3 separate regions of the Mus musculus genome follow, and regions 1 and 2 are each linked to region 3. Evidence: chromatin contacts called from public Hi-C data. All regions are on one chromosome and are shown on one strand. The core of a region is the stretch at or near the end of the contact, and the rest is flanking DNA. Distances in the headings are between cores, read along the strand shown.

What was found. A called contact is a pair of places that touch in the nucleus more often than the background predicts.
Region 1: a Hi-C map of cerebellum shows a contact between it and region 3, with 1.6 times the contacts expected there. The contact joins two enhancer-like sites. A contact is called at or near these places in 1 of 39 promoter capture datasets (the 3T3-L1 cell line), 3 of 15 datasets of contacts at CTCF or cohesin (the NIH/3T3 cell line, large pre-B cells and pro-B cells), 13 of 484 Hi-C or Micro-C datasets (the 3T3-L1 cell line, 3T3-L1-derived adipocytes, the C3H10T1/2 cell line and 6 more) and 2 of 115 datasets of contacts at active chromatin or transcription factors (embryonic stem cells and large pre-B cells).
Region 2: a Hi-C map of cerebellum shows a contact between it and region 3, with 2.1 times the contacts expected there. The contact joins two enhancer-like sites. A contact is called at or near these places in 2 of 39 promoter capture datasets (the 3T3-L1 cell line and the C10 cell line), 3 of 15 datasets of contacts at CTCF or cohesin (the NIH/3T3 cell line, large pre-B cells and pro-B cells), 18 of 484 Hi-C or Micro-C datasets (the 3T3-L1 cell line, adipose-derived mesenchymal stem cells, bone marrow-derived macrophages and 9 more), 4 of 115 datasets of contacts at active chromatin or transcription factors (embryonic stem cells, fibro-adipogenic progenitors, heart atrium and 1 more) and 1 of 9 other capture datasets (embryonic trunk).

What each region holds. Positions count from the first base shown.
Region 1 is chr6:51,015,289-51,018,168 of GRCm38.p6, forward strand. All of the region lies in intron 3 of Gm46959 (a long non-coding RNA gene), which reads left to right. Among named protein-coding and RNA genes, the nearest start is that of Gm46959, 15 kb to the left of the region's middle. Within about 2 kb of position 1,628, at least 36 of the 459 cell types and tissues checked have an H3K27ac peak or open chromatin away from gene starts, as enhancers often do. A contact at or near this core is called in cerebellum, where this site is marked.
Region 2 is chr6:51,076,110-51,078,809 of GRCm38.p6, forward strand. No RefSeq gene overlaps it. Among named protein-coding and RNA genes, the nearest start is that of Gm31746, 16 kb to the left of the region's middle. Within about 2 kb of position 1,297, at least 80 of the 459 cell types and tissues checked have an H3K27ac peak or open chromatin away from gene starts, as enhancers often do. A contact at or near this core is called in cerebellum, where this site is marked.
Region 3 is chr6:50,948,683-50,951,382 of GRCm38.p6, forward strand. No RefSeq gene overlaps it. Among named protein-coding and RNA genes, the nearest start is that of Gm31686, 5.7 kb to the left of the region's middle. Within about 2 kb of position 1,284, at least 15 of the 459 cell types and tissues checked have an H3K27ac peak or open chromatin away from gene starts, as enhancers often do. A contact at or near this core is called in cerebellum, where this site is marked.

The sequences.
Region 1 (2,880 bases), core at 378-2,877, 67 kb after region 3:
GTACCAAACTACAGAGTCGTCTTCAAACCTACTCACCGGAGCTAAGGGACCACTCCTGTGACTCCCAGGTCTTTGCCTGTAGAGCTTTGTCGTGATGCTCAGGACACTGACTCGTTGGGGAGTTCTAGCTCTGTCTCAGGTATCACTGTGCTAGCCTAGACCATGCCTGTGCCTAGGAATGTCCCCACACATGTGAGTGATGTACATGATAGTAAACATGTGCTCACCCATGGTTTTCCAAGGCCCTTCTACCTCTGTCCTTCTCTCCGGTCTGCTCTGCCCTTCCCGACACCTCTCCTTTCCCGGGGGGCAGACATATGGCCTGGGATGGGGGAGCTGATGACCCATTTCAACCTTATCCAGGCATCCTCCAGCTCCTGCTGCCTCATGGGCCCATCACAGCTTCCTGAACAAATCCCTCCTTCCATCAAGAGGATCTTTGTGAACTCAACAGATGCCACTGGGCCTAGAAGTCAAATAAATATGATTATTCAAACAACATTATATCTCACTATGCATAATTCAGGAAATTCAATTATGTTTCTCTGGCAACAGTAACACAAGCTCAGGCTGGGTCAACAGACCTTGTTTTCTGATGTGCAAGAGACTGCCCTTCATTCCTTCATGTGGGTGGAGACAACGTGATCTGGCAGACTCACAGTTGCCATTGGAAACCTGACAGGGTTCCTGCTCAGTCCTATGCTTGCAAATGCAAGGCTGCTTTTCACTAACATAAAGCCAGACACCGTTGATTATGGGATGATCCAATGCCATGGGCACAAAGCAGAAGACAGATGCATTCAAGGCACAGAATGACTCTTGGAATGTGAAATGTCAATATCACACAAATCCCTGCCGCCTAGTATGCAGGTCATTAACTAAAAAGGGAGATCAATGGGGAACCATGTGAATATAGATTTTTTGTACCATACTTCACAGGTTCACCTCCTACCCATCTCTGCTCTTCGGTTTCCTCAGTCATCAGATAGAAATCAAGACATTGGTTGAGAGCAGGCTTATGAGAGTCAAGTATGTTACTGGATTTCTAGTCAGGCTTTACTCATGACATTTTTTTGACTCTGTTTCTTGACCCTATTTGTAGTTTGATGCTTGCACCAAGATCACAACTGAGAAGTGGTGTGTGCGTGTGTGTGTGTGTGTGTGTGTGTGTGTGTGTGTGTGTGTGTGTTACTTTGAATCTATTCTTTTCCATTTCTTAGCTGGCCATAGTTTTCTTCCGGTGCTCAGTTCTCTGTGAGCTTCAGCTAAGCCTTCTCTCATCTAGAGAGCAAGGCAAGGCTAGGCTTTGTTTCTTAGAGGACACGGAAGCTTGCACAACAGCATGTTTTTGCAGAGTTTGACAGTTCCTCTTGAGCTCGTCTACACTGCTGATTTATAAGACTCCAAGCTCATTGGCGTAATCCTTTCTCCTCCCCTGGTCATCTCTCAATCAAGTCACTGGCTGAAAACATCTGAGAAAGACATTTCCTCAGCCATGCACAGACAGCCCATTCACTTCTCATAACTTTTCAGGGGCTCCCCAGACTCACAGTTCAGAGCAAGTGCCTGTCCCCTCACTTCTGTCCTGAGCACTGGCAAGCAGCTCCCTTTTACACTTGGCCTCTTTGACTCTAATGCTAAGTGACAGGGCGAACACAGCACACACTGTTCTCTGGCCTTGCCCAGCTCTGCCTGGGACAGCAGGATTAGTCAGGGAAGTATGACCAGGGGATGCCCAATGGGTTTAGTGACTTAATTGTCTGAGTGTTTGAAACTGTGAGATTAGTTCCACTTTAAGTACAGTTGCTTCTTTCTCATTAACAGAAATTTGTTCAAATCAATTCATTTGAATAAAGACATGCTAGGTGCTCCAAAGAATTCCAGCCCACCTCCTCTCTCCCTCTTTCTAGAAGGTTCCCACATCTCCCCATCCTATCACCCATTGGCCTTAAAATACAGACACCTTTAATCTGAAACTGGTTTTTGCCACTAAACCTCCCATTTGTGCTTGGGGTAATTTGCAATGGCCACTTTCTGCATCCTGTTCACAGACATGTCTTGGTCAATTAGTACAATGTCAAAGCCATGAGGAGTTATTGTAACTCCAGCTGTGAGCTGTTACTAATAAACTTGCCCACAGGACAGTCCTGCCATATGGTGGATGGTCAATCAAGACTGGAATATGCATTAGGAAAAAAAATGATTCAGTCAACAGCGGGTGGGCGTGGGTAGGTGACTAGGATGATGGCATGTGACAGCTGAGTTTGGGTCAGCTGCTGTATCATTGGCATCAATGACTTGTTCCCACTCTGCAGTGTCTGTCCCGAAGCACAAAGGTGTGATCATGAGGAAAATGACAGGGCTGGAATCAGAACCGTAGACAAAACACGCTGAAATGTATATCGTGGGTCAGGGTGTGGGGGTTGTTGAAAGGAAGCATAGTTTAGATTCTTTGGTAGGAGAACGACCCAGCTCCACATGCTGGTCATGGGAAATGAACTGTGTGTTACAAGACACATTTAATGGGAGTTTTGAGGCAAATAAAACCAAGGCTGATGAGTGGTAGAGAGTGAAGGAGGGGCAGTAAACCTACTTGGCTGACGGCATGGCTGCCCTCCCTAAGGGTCAAGGCTTGATGACTTCGGATTAGTTTTGAACTGGGGGGTCAGGGCACTATGGGTGTGAGTGGGAAGACTCTGTACATAGCTGAACCATGAGTGCATCCCTAGAGAGCTAGCTGTCCACCATGGAGAGCAAACGGTATCACAAAACATACAACTGATTGTGTGATGATCAAACTAATTCTTACACATCTCCGGGGCAGTTTCACCTGAAATGATAAAGAACCAATGCAGAACGACAGAGGACCACACGAAGTGT
Region 2 (2,700 bases), core at 47-2,546, 130 kb after region 3:
TCGGGGTGCGAAAGAACTCAGGAGACGGGTGAGGAGGGGTTGTCTTATTTAACCCCAAAAAGGGCTCTCCTGAGGACAAAGATGACAACCAACAAGAAAGAATTAATACTCAGGTTTATCCTGAACTCAAACAAACTTTGGAAGTGAGGGACTATAGACCCATAGACCCACTGTCAGGCCACTGTCACGCAGGACCTGACCCATGCCCCTCTACACACCTTCTGTGTTAGATAAAAATATCTGGAGTGATGTCCTGCAGCTTTTGCCAGTTCTCAGGGAAGAACAAGTCCTGTTTGTTCAGAGAAATTTCTGTACTCCCCCTCTCTCCTCCCTCACCCTATTTTTTTTCCTAAAACCCTCAGAGGAAGTGTCACCCAAACTTAAGGAGTCGGTCATTAGTGTGTCTAACAGAGGAGGGTTTTTTTTTTAAACATAAAACTCTGAATCTATCATGAACAAAAGCAACTGTTCAGAGCTCTCAGAAAAAAAAAATCACCTAGCAATTTAAGTAAACGGGCAAGATTAATGGATTGTCATATAATGGGAAAGGAGAGTATTAGGAAAAGGGGGGAAAGCAGCTCTACAAAATTGGTTTGGAATTCGAGTCTACCCGAAGGCCCCTGGACAGGAGCATTACTGTCTGCAGTATTTCCCACTAAGCAGTGTATTAATTTGAAAGCCTTGCCTTGCACAGTCACCCGGCACTTAGTGGTTGGTTTTATGTTAAAAATGCTTAGCATGAGCCCTGTGCTGAATGTTTGCCCAAACATCTCATAGCTGACTGCAAAGCTGAGTGCCTGGGGCTCCAAGTCTGGGCCTCAAGAATGTGGGTGAATGGGGACCTTCTGGCTCCACACCTGGATTTGTCAAGGCCTCTTAGCGGCTGCTGGGAATGTGCCCTGCCCAGGGCCTGAGGCTCTCCCCCATCACCCCTCTGACAGATGAAAACACAACAGGGTCTATTGCGTGACTGACTGACACATTCCTCTCCTGTCTGCCTCTGAAAGGACTTTATTTAACAGGCCTGGAGTCAGGGCTTTTGACTGACAGATTGAGAAGGGTAAAAGTCACTTGGTTCCATTAAGCTCTGTAACTCCTCTGGAACAAAACACCTTAAAAAAAAAAAAAAGTGGGGAGGTAGAGCTGTGGAGAGCGGGGGCGTGAGCTTTAGGGAGAAAAAAGGGAATTCTTTTCAGGTTCAAAAACAATCCTTCTCTTTGCCTTCTGTCTATCAATTAGGGCGGCGTTCCCAGAGGGAATACAGGCCTGGCCTCATTGGTGTCATTCAGCTGCCAATCTCCTGACAGGGACACCAAAGGGCCTCATGTAGCGCTGCGGAAACTGTCTGTCAGGCCATCAGCAGCTGCTATGACGACATCGCCTGTTTTTCTAGGACTATTGAGGGGTGGGGGTTCACACTAACAGTCTAAAGATCTCAGTTTCGAATCTCTGTTCATATTTTCCTTTCACACACACACACACACACACACACACACACACACACACGCACGCACGCGCGCGCGCGCCTCTTCAAATCTCAGTATGAGTTCTCCACAAAAACAACCCTAGGCTTCCTTCACTGGCAGGCTACATGGTAAATAAGACCAAGGATAGACGTGTTAGAAGGGGCTTTGCTTCGGGGAAAACTCAGTCCCCTAAGTAAATGCATTCAGTGGTGTGAGTTCAAATGAGTCCAAAGAACCAGGACTGGCAGGGAAAGACTACTCTCTCCTCTGAGAGACCTGCCCCGGCCCAGAGCGTGTGAAGAGCAGCGCAAGCCCACAGCAACTTCCTGCCAAGCCTCAACCTTGTTTGGGTTGCTGTGGGTTTCAATCCCCCCTGCGTTTAGCTTGGAAGCCAAAGACTCCAATGGAGCCCAAAACTCGGTGCCAAACTCAGCACCAAGGAGCTACTTCCCACTTCTCTGGTTGTCAGCCTCACTGCCTGCCTTCCCCAGGGAAGACCCACAAACTGACTCGGGTTTGCCCCAAAGATCCTTCAGCCCCAGCTGATCTTGTTGAAGGAGTTCCACATATATCTGAGCTTCCTGCGTTTACCGGAGAAAATATTCCCTTCTTCCCTTCTACCCTGCCCTCCCTCTACTTCCTCCATCCCGCCGATGGCTCTGAAGGTCAAATCAAAGGAAAAACAGGGGTGCGCAGGGGGGGGGGAGGGGAACGGACGACAGCCTGCAAAGATGTGTGCGTTCGTATCACCCTGTGTTTTGTAATGGCTTTGTTTGTGACTCCTAGCATTTTTCCTGGAAGTCCTTCGCATTATACGGAGGAGCGACTTCCAAACAGTAATGATAGCACTTTGTACCAAACTGAGAGCTGGAGAGCGTGGCTGCCAAGCCCTGAGGTCGGGCTGCTGTGCTGCAGACATTCAGCAAAAGTTCTTCACACGGTCCATACAGACCACGCAGGGTGCTTAGCCAAACCCTGCAAGCACGTACCCAAAGCTGTCTCCATGCTGCCAGGGCCACCAAACCTGTCACTGTGTTCCCATATTCTGAAAGAGCTGCTGGGGTCTGGTCCTTCCTAAGCATAAATCTGTCACATGCTGGCTTTACCCAGATGCTGGGTCTTGGCTATGAAGACTGGGCCTGAGGAAACACAGAATGAAGCAGCTTTTTGGCACAGGGAACACATGCAGAGAGGAGCAAATGGCCAGGCAGGACGATGATGACAAGAAAGACAC
Region 3 (2,700 bases), core at 34-2,533:
TGACCCTCTTATCTCCAACAATATTTACATTATAATTCATAACAGTAGCAAAATTACAGCTATGAAGTAGCAACAGAAATACTTTTATGGTTGGGGGGGAGATCACCACAACATGAGGAACTGTATTGAAGTATCGCAGCAGTAGGAAGGTTGAGAACCACTGGTCTAGACTTTCTCATGAGGCCATAGGCACTGGCTGGAATAGATTGGTCTTCATTGGGACAGTGCATATCTGTTCCACATGGCTTTTCGTCCTCTAGCAGGCCAGGCAAGGCTTAAGCACCCAGCAGCCCAAGGGTTCAAAAGCATGAGTTATCTATGAGTTCTATGTGTTATCATGAGAACTGGTCACAGAATGAGGACACTGTCAAACAAGACATCAGGCCAGACAAGAGCTTCAAAAATGACATTAGAGGTAGCTCCTGGGAAGAATGAAGAGTGGTGGTCACTTAGGTCATTAGGCTACCCCTGTGTCCTTGGAGGAACATTTTTCTCTGCACCACAATCCCTTTTACTACTGAAATAAAACTAACAGAAGCAATCTCCTAAACACACAAATTCTTATAAGTATTTAACACAGTGTGGAACACACGGTCAGCATTAGCTTTCAATTTGCTTGTTTTTATGATCATAACCCATACTGCTGATCGTCATTGCTAAGTTTGGTGATGATTATGATGCTGTTGAGCTTCTCTCTGCTGGGTGATGATTCCCCCTGGGAGATGAGCCTCCACACAATCCAGACTTGCTGGAAGCTCAGGTTGGCTCCCCAGCAACTGCTGATCAGAGCATGCTGGCTCTGCTCCCTACCATGGCCCAGGCCATTTGGTGAGGACTGTTGTCCCTGGGCTTGCTTGCTCCTTCTCTATGTGCCTAGAGTGTCTGTCCAGCGAAAGCTTGCAACGAAGCATTGTACTGTGATTGCGGCTCACTCCAGCCAGCACAGCCTCCAGAAGGAAGGAGGCTGGCATCCTTTGCCAGAGAGCCAGATTGATAGTCCTTCCCACTGTCCCACCTGTGCCCAGTGCAGAACTAGCAACGCGATGACACAATTCAGGGTTGCCAGAGTAAGTGGCAAGTGATAAGAAAACTCCCATCACTTCTTTGTCTACCAGGGACCAAGTATTCAAACCAGTTGATGACTTGAGTCCTCAGTTTACAGACAACTGTCTACAGGCTGTTTTTAAAGTGGCTATTTTGTTGTTGATAATGCTGGCCTTGGTACTCAGGCAACCTCTGTCCACGCCAAGGAGGGAAGGGCCAGCAGCTTGCTAGCTTCATGTCATCTGCCACCACGGCCTTCCCATCTGCTCGGGGACACGGCCGGACAATTTTCAACATATAATTGCAAGTCCTTTGTAATTTAGACTGAAACAGAATCAACAGCTTGATCATGACCCCCACAGCAGGGATTTCAAGGACAACACTGCCATTTTCTGCCCTGACTCAAAGCCAAAGCTGGCCTTCCCTTGTGTGTGCATCTCCCTGCCTGTCCATCTCAGGGGGTTCTGTTTATCTGTCTGCCTACCATGTTTTCTGTCCCTTCACGGTTTTCTTTGTCCTTTCCTTTTATCAGGCTCTATATTTCTGCCTTGCAAATGTGCTGGTTGTAACTGGACACCTCCCATAGATTATGTCGCCACAATAACCATTGTCAGTTCTCCCTAGCTAATTGTAGCCCCACCCCGCCTCATCTGGCTGGGGTTAAGATGGATGTTCAATTTGCATTATTTATGTCTTCTGCTCTGTGTTTCAGCGATGTACTTTTGCATAACATATGTAAAATTCTGCTGACGTGGAGAATTCATCTGGCCTGAGATGCTCAAAAGAGTTGGGGGCAGAAGGTGGGGGGACTCTGTAAATTCAAAAGCCGTCAAACAGCTTTGTGCTCATCTGGTTCAAAGAAAAGGGTGGTGGTGGGGGGAACGAAAATGTGCTCCTAGTATTGAAATCTCTCTCTCTCTCTCTCTCTCTCTCTCTCTCTCTCTCTCTCTCTCTCTGTGTGTGTGTGTGTGTGTGTGTGTGTGTGTGTGTGTGTGTGTTACTCTGGACAGCCTAGTGAGCTCTTTCCACATAAAGAGCTTAGGTTCTCTCTGGGTTTCAGAAGGTGGAGGCAAGCGGTCCAGGTCTATATTAGGTGCAAATGCAAGCCTGTTGCTATCATTAATAAGCATCTGTTTGTAGGGGAAGAAGCTGAGATGTCCTTAACGTTACACAGAGTGAGTAACAGAGCTGAGGATCAACCCAGTTGGCCTGACTTAAAAGCCACAGACTAGGGGACTGGTTCGGGGCATGGTTACTTACCTTGCATGTGTAAGGCCCCAGTTTCTATCTCTACCATCACAATAAAGAAATAACAGGATTTTGAAGGCAGTCTCTGATCCAAGCAGTCTGAGCCACAGTCCCTTTGAACTGATCCCTTTCTGATCTTGACCCTCCTAACTCTCAATGACATTTCTGCATCTCCTTCACATGGAGTCTGTTGTTGAAAAAAACAAGAGTTTTATTTTGGTCACCATTACATCACTGCTTGGACACACAGAATGTACCTCAGTCCCCAAACCCCTCCTAGCCTAGTACTGGGAAACATGTACAACCAGTTCTAGGCTTGTCACCTTCTGTGAAAATATATGTGCTTGTTTAGACCCTGTGAGCATGCCTTTGTTCTGCTGAGCTGCACACATCAGGAATCCTGAGGCT